Regions from separate parts of the Mus musculus genome. Here region 1 is linked to region 2. Evidence: chromatin contacts called from public Hi-C data. All regions are on one chromosome and are shown on one strand. Each heading gives the region's core, a stretch centred on a gene start, on an enhancer-like site or on the middle of the called end of the contact. The rest is flanking DNA. Distances are from core to core; before and after follow the strand shown. Region 1 overlaps Gm31214 (a long non-coding RNA gene). Region 2 overlaps Gprasp1 (G protein-coupled receptor associated sorting protein 1).

Region 1 (3,193 bases), core at 411-2,910, 200 kb after region 2:
CAAGAACACAAGGGCTTCTTGAAATACTTAGTACAAGACATTTTGCAATCATAAACCTTGATAAAATCTAGATGACGCTGCAAACATTTCTATCTAGGCCAAAGGAAGAGCACTTTCCCTGGTGGCCTAGCAGAGGGACTGGCATGTCTGATAATAAAGAGATAAGGCTGTGATTGGCACTAATACAAAGTCCCATTTGTATGCAAGATGTCATATGACTGGTACAGGCACATATCTTCTTGTGCATCTAGATGTTCTGTGATTGTCTTGAATACCTTTCTCTAACATCTTTTTCTGTGTCATGTAAGGAGCTGGTTGGAAAGACATGTTCAGGCTTGGTGAGTCGGGTGGGAGATATATTTGTCCTGGCATGCCTTTCTGTTTGTTGAAATATGGTATCTAATAAATGACCTCTCTCAAGTAGTCTTTTCTGTACCTCTAGCATCACTAGTATCACTGGACTAATTAAGGGAAACTCCTTTCACGTTGGAACATGCAATTCAGAGTAACCTAAAACCGTGTTCCCAGTTCATGGTCACACAGAGTGGCTGGAGAATACACTGTCTTATGTATTCCCTTAAGGAAAACTAAGAAGCATTAGAGACTGAAGAAGGGCAGTGACAGTTGAGCTGCAGTGTTAGCTTCAGCAACAGCTGAGTGGTAGGCAAGCCAAGCTGTTGAAATGAAAAGGCAGCTGTCTACTTGACAGCTGAAAAAAAAAAAGGCAACTAAACAGATCAAGAGAGCAGCCATGGCAGGAATATGGGAGTTGGCAGAAGTAGACAGGACAGAAAGCCAAAGACTGGAAAAACCCATCAACAGCAATTGCAGACCCTGATTATTAGAATAATTTGATAGATATGCCACGCCTTTAGGGCCAGTGCTGTCAGACACCTCGGGCTGTTGAGCTGTAACACTGCTTTCTGTCAAGGGCTAGGAACGTCGGCCTTGTAGGCAATACACATGAATCTGTGAAGCCAACTGCTGGTCAGGTCTGAGAAATCCCAATTTCCTAGGGTCCATAGAAGAGTGGTATTGATATCACTTACAGAACTGAACTCTGCTCCACTTCCCTCGGCCAACATAAGATTGATTATCCTAATAAAGCTAAGAGATAAGAAGCGGGAAGCCTGTATGAAAACTGTAACACTAGATGGTGTCACTTGCTCCTGTCACTCAAGCCTGCCTGTCACTATCATTTACTCATGACAGGTAGGATTAAAAATAAAAGTTAGCCGGGCGTGGTGGCGCATGCCTTTAATCCCAGCACTCGGGAGGCAGAGGCAGGAGGATTTCTGAGTTCGAGGCCAGCCTGGTCTACAAAGTGAGTTCCAGGACAGCCAGAGCTACACAGAGAAACTCTGTCTCAAAAAATCAAAAAAAAAAAAAAAGTTGAAATACACAGTTGATGAGAAGGCCTTCTTGGCCATTTGAAGATTTTGTGGACATTCTTCAGTATCCACTTTTTATACAATGTTTTATAAATAAATGTATTCAAAAGTCATGATAGTATGGTGTTAGCAAAAATGTCAAAAATGTCTTCTCTTTTTTTTCTTGTTTATGAAATTCCGTTCAAAGTCAAACTGTGTTGGGAGCACAAAGGTCCTTGTACTCACAGATAAGATAGGAACGCCAGTAATGTTAAACATGCAGGCTGGTCTCTTCAACGGAAGCCACTTATGGCCTGTTTTCTACCCAGAAGGCTGGGAATGGAAGTTGCTCCTACAGGACTCTGCCACTATCTGTAGGGCCAAACCATACCTAGCTCTCCCAAGCTACCAGTAGCAGGACTGGAGGTGGCTAATAATCTACGTGACTCTGCACTGTGTATTGTCAAAGGCGACCCCAGGCTCCCACAAGCAGGACTAGGGATAGCTAATAGTCTAGACGTATATTTCAAGAGTTCAAGGGCTGGATCGTCACGGGAAACTTCTAAGATTGACATTGGGGAAAAAAAAACATTGTCAAACTGCTTACAAAATGATTGCACATTTTTTATTGCTGTCAACTGTGTAGGAGAATTTCATCCTCAATAAACTTGCCAGTGCTCATTTACATTCAGCCTTTTAGAGTTTTGGATGTAATCCTAGAATGTAATAATATATCATCGCAGGTTGTCTTTTTTAACATTTCTTTAGTGATTAATAGTGTACATTTTTTTTCATGAGGCTATTTCATATATCTGTATCTCTTGCAGAGTTTATTTTTAAATATTGCTCATAATTTACTTAGGGAAAGTGCATTTATTTTTATTGAGTTTGGTCCAATATTCTATACTCTACAAATCCTCTAACAACTGGATGAAGTTCAAACATTTTATCCTAGTTGCAACTATGCCTTTCAACTCGTTCAGCTGTCTAAATCAAAGAGTTAAAGTGTTCGCTTTTGAGGAAATTCTTAGTTTGCTTACACATAGACTGTTGTTTTGCTGTCTTATTTGTGAAATCTTTACATAGCCCAAGATTTATAGGATTTGTTCCTTGATTTTCCGTTACATTTTTTATAGCATTGAGGTTTTTTTAAAAACAAAAAAAAAGGTATTAAAATGTGTGTGTGTGTGTGTGTGTGTGTGTGAGAGAGAGAGAGAGAGAGAGAGAGAGAGAGAGGTGTTGTGTAGTACACTTGCATGTGTGTGTATGCCAGTGTGTACATTGATGTACCCTGATTGAATGGAGGCCAGAGAAGCTTTGCTCTTTGCCTCAGTCTCTCTCTCTCTCACTCCGCCTATAACCAGGCTCTCAGTAGGCAGCAAGTACCGGGGAGCCCTCTGTCTTTGTCCATAGCGCTGGAATAACTGCTCTGTGTATAGCAACGCTGACTTTATTTTATACTAATGTTGAAAATGGCTCTAACCCAATGAGCCAGTCTCTTAAGTCGCATTTTGAGTTTTATGTTAAGATCTATGATGTATATTCTGATGAGTTCTGTTTGTGAAATAACATATCAATTTCAGTTTACATTTTTGCATATGAGCATCCAGTTGCTACGACATCATTTCCTGAAAAGACTACCCTGTCTGTCCTCCACTGAATTTTCTTTGTATATTTTTCAAAAATTGGTGGTCAAATGTGTATGGTCTGTCTGTTTTTGAATCCTTTATTCTTTGCCTTTGATCTCCTTTACTTTGATGCCAGTATTAATTTTGGAGTAGTTTGTGTTTATAAGAATTCCTGAAATCAGATTGGTTTTTTCT
Region 2 (2,780 bases), core at 2-2,501:
ATAGGAGTAGAACTCAGACCTATAGTACTATATGGGCTGCTTACTGCTTACTGTAATCAGCCACAGGTTATGTTTGTCAGAGTGGAAATAGTTGGTGGGTCTCAAGTCTCTTTCTAACACCAGAGTGGGTGTAGGACCTCTGGCTTATGAATACAGGTTCTGAGGATTTGTCCCATTAGGTTTCCCTAACCTAGTACTGAATTACAGGGCAAACTATTTAGCTTACTTTCCTGCTCTACCTGCTACAGGGAGGAATAGTTCCCATTGCTGTCACCCAGGGTTAGAGGAAGAGTGGTGGAAGTAGTCTCTTGGTTGCCTAGGCTGATGCTAAGCTGAGATGCACTCAAGTATCACAGCTGCAAGAGCTGCACAGTTTTACGCATGCACTCCAGGCCCCTGCTTTGGTTGTCTTTAATGCAAGATGAAGTCCAAGTCTGTTCTACTTGATGCCCATATGCCTAGAGGCTCCATGTGTGTGAGTGCATACCTGGAGAGGGTGGTCTTTGACATCTGCCTAGTGCATGGTCCCACTGTTGTGGGCTCAGCATTGGACTCCAAGGCAAATATGTGTACTTACATTGTCTGTAGAAGATAGAGTCTTGCTTCTTATTCAGCTATCCAGTGTTGGAAGATGAATATTGGGAGCCAGGAGTACCACTGTGGTCCCTCAGTTGGCTTCCTTAGCTCTTGTGAGAGAGGTTTGTTTGTGAATAGCTGTCCTATCTGGCTGGCTAGCGGGAGGTCATAATTAGATCACTAATTATGGAGGATCTTAATAGCCATTTTGTTTAGCTTTCATCCATTAATTTTTTGATGACCACCCCCTTAGTATGTAGTAGAATCTCACTGTGGTTCTAATTTGAACTTCCTGAGTCTTAATTGTCACTGTCTAGTGCGTTGAGGGGTCCCAAGTGAGGGTCGCATTAACTAGGACACAGGGGATGCACAGTGATAGCACACCAATGCACACTTTATTCAAAGTTTCAGCATCTTCTATACAGAAAGCAAAAGAAGGATTTCCCATAGTTTCTCATTCCCACCAGGTGTTGTTTACCTAGCAATAGCTTATCTTGGTTCAAGGTGACCCAAACCTCCTTACAGACTGAGAAATCTGTCTGCAGTGTGATGTCTAGTTAAACTATAAACAAAGTTACTTTCTCATGAAAAAAGGATCGTGAAGGCCTCTTCCTTCATGAAGGCTCTGCAGCTTACTTGGCAAAACACCAGGATTCTCTGCTGAGAAAGTATGTGGACTCTTTGTCCCATTATGCTGGGATTCTCAGCTATCCTTCAGTCACCTTGCAGATAGTAAGCTAGGAGCTGTCACCTCATGCCACTTCTCTAGACTTAATGGTGTTAAACACCTTTGTGTGCATATTGAGTATTTTCATATGTTCTTTGTAATGAAGGTCATTTCGTTTATTTCTTTTTTGAAAGAGGATCTCACAGCCAGGGATGGCTTTGAATTCACTATGAAGCTGGGGGTGACCTTGAACTTCTGGTTCTCCTGCCTCACTCACTTCCCAACTGTGAAGATCACAGGCATGAACTATACTATCCCTGATTTAGCTTCTCTGTCCATTTAAAAAGTGGATTGTTGCCTTTGTTGTTGCTACATTGTAGGAGTTCTTTATATACCCGAGATATAAGCTCTGCACACCATAGTACACTCACACTTGGAGGTCAGAGGACCCGTTGGTCGCTTCTCTCCCTTCACTGTGTCTGTCCTAAGGATCAAAGTCAGGTTATTCAGGCTTTGCGGCAGACACCCTTATTCACTGAGCTATTTCACAGGCCCCTGAAGGTTTCCATGTTAATGAGTCAAATTCCTCTATTTTTTAAAATCAATCACTGTATAATTGGGCATCATGTCTATGAATTTATTACCAAATCTAAGTCACAAGGGTTTACAACTGTGTTTTCTTTTAAGAGCTGCATAGTTTGATAACCTATATTTTAATTGTTGATCTAGTTGTTGAACTAGTTTTTATATGGTGTGTTGAAGGAGGTATATGACTTCATTCTTTTATACTTGGAGATCTGCGTATTCTACCACAATATGTTGAACAGACTCTTCTTTCTTCCTTCAGTAGACTTGAAACCCTGACTAAACCAACTGGCAGTGGATAGATATGTTTGTTTCTGGATTCTGATTTTTTTTCCCCATTTGTCTCTGTCTAGCCTTAATGTCAATATTGAGTGTTTAGTTACCATAGATTTATAGTAAGTTTTTATGTGTTTTTTGTTTCTTTGTTTTGTTTGTCTTTTTGAGACAGGAGTCTTATGGTACCCAGGTGAGCCTCAAACTTGCTGTGTATCTGAGGCCCCTTAGAATTACTGACCCAGCTGCATCTACCTCCTGATTGTTGTAAATATAGGCATGCACTATATTTTGAAATCAGTAAAGGAACATGCTCCAATTTTGTTCTGTTATTTCAAGAATGTCTTTATTATTTTGAATCAATTTTATGAAAATTTAATGATCTGTTTTTTAAAAACATTTATCTTGCACAGGTCTTATGCAAGCTACATGATGGCTGTGAGTTCATATGTACAAGATCAAGACAGACAAAAATCCCAGCATGGAAAGGGGATGTGGGCATGAAGTCCCATCACTAGCTGAAGAGTTGTTGGTAATTGCTAGCTGCTGGGAGAGGAAGAGTTTTCTGGTCCCTGATACATGACTGCCCTCTGGTGGATGGCCTACATCCAAGACTACATAGGCTGCAGAAATTTATTTTTTGTCAATTTCTTTTTAAAGCCTATTTTTTTAAATTGAA

What was found. Hi-C and Micro-C count contacts between places; a contact is called where the count stands out from the background.
Region 1: a contact with region 2 is called in a Hi-C map of granulosa cells, with 3 times the contacts expected there. The contact joins two enhancer-like sites. A contact is called at or near these places in 2 of 15 datasets of contacts at CTCF or cohesin (the NIH/3T3 cell line and stem cell-derived epiblast-like cells), 23 of 484 Hi-C or Micro-C datasets (the G1E-ER4 cell line, the HL-1 cell line, the N1E-115 cell line and 15 more), 5 of 115 datasets of contacts at active chromatin or transcription factors (astrocytes and embryonic stem cells) and 1 of 9 other capture datasets (embryonic stem cells).

The regions. Positions count from the first base shown.
Region 1 is chrX:135,958,116-135,961,308 of GRCm38.p6, forward strand. All of the region lies in intron 3 of Gm31214 (a long non-coding RNA gene), which reads left to right. Among named protein-coding and RNA genes, the nearest start is that of Gm31214, 25 kb to the left of the region's middle. Within about 2 kb of position 1,661, at least 15 of the 459 cell types and tissues checked have an H3K27ac peak or open chromatin away from gene starts, as enhancers often do. A contact at or near this core is called in granulosa cells, where this site is marked.
Region 2 is chrX:135,759,215-135,761,994 of GRCm38.p6, forward strand. The region is part of intron 4 of Gprasp1 (G protein-coupled receptor associated sorting protein 1); the gene reads left to right. Among named protein-coding and RNA genes, the nearest start is that of Mir7646, 14 kb to the left of the region's middle. Within about 2 kb of position 1,252, at least 1 of the 459 cell types and tissues checked has an H3K27ac peak or open chromatin away from gene starts, as enhancers often do. A contact at or near this core is called in granulosa cells, where this site is marked.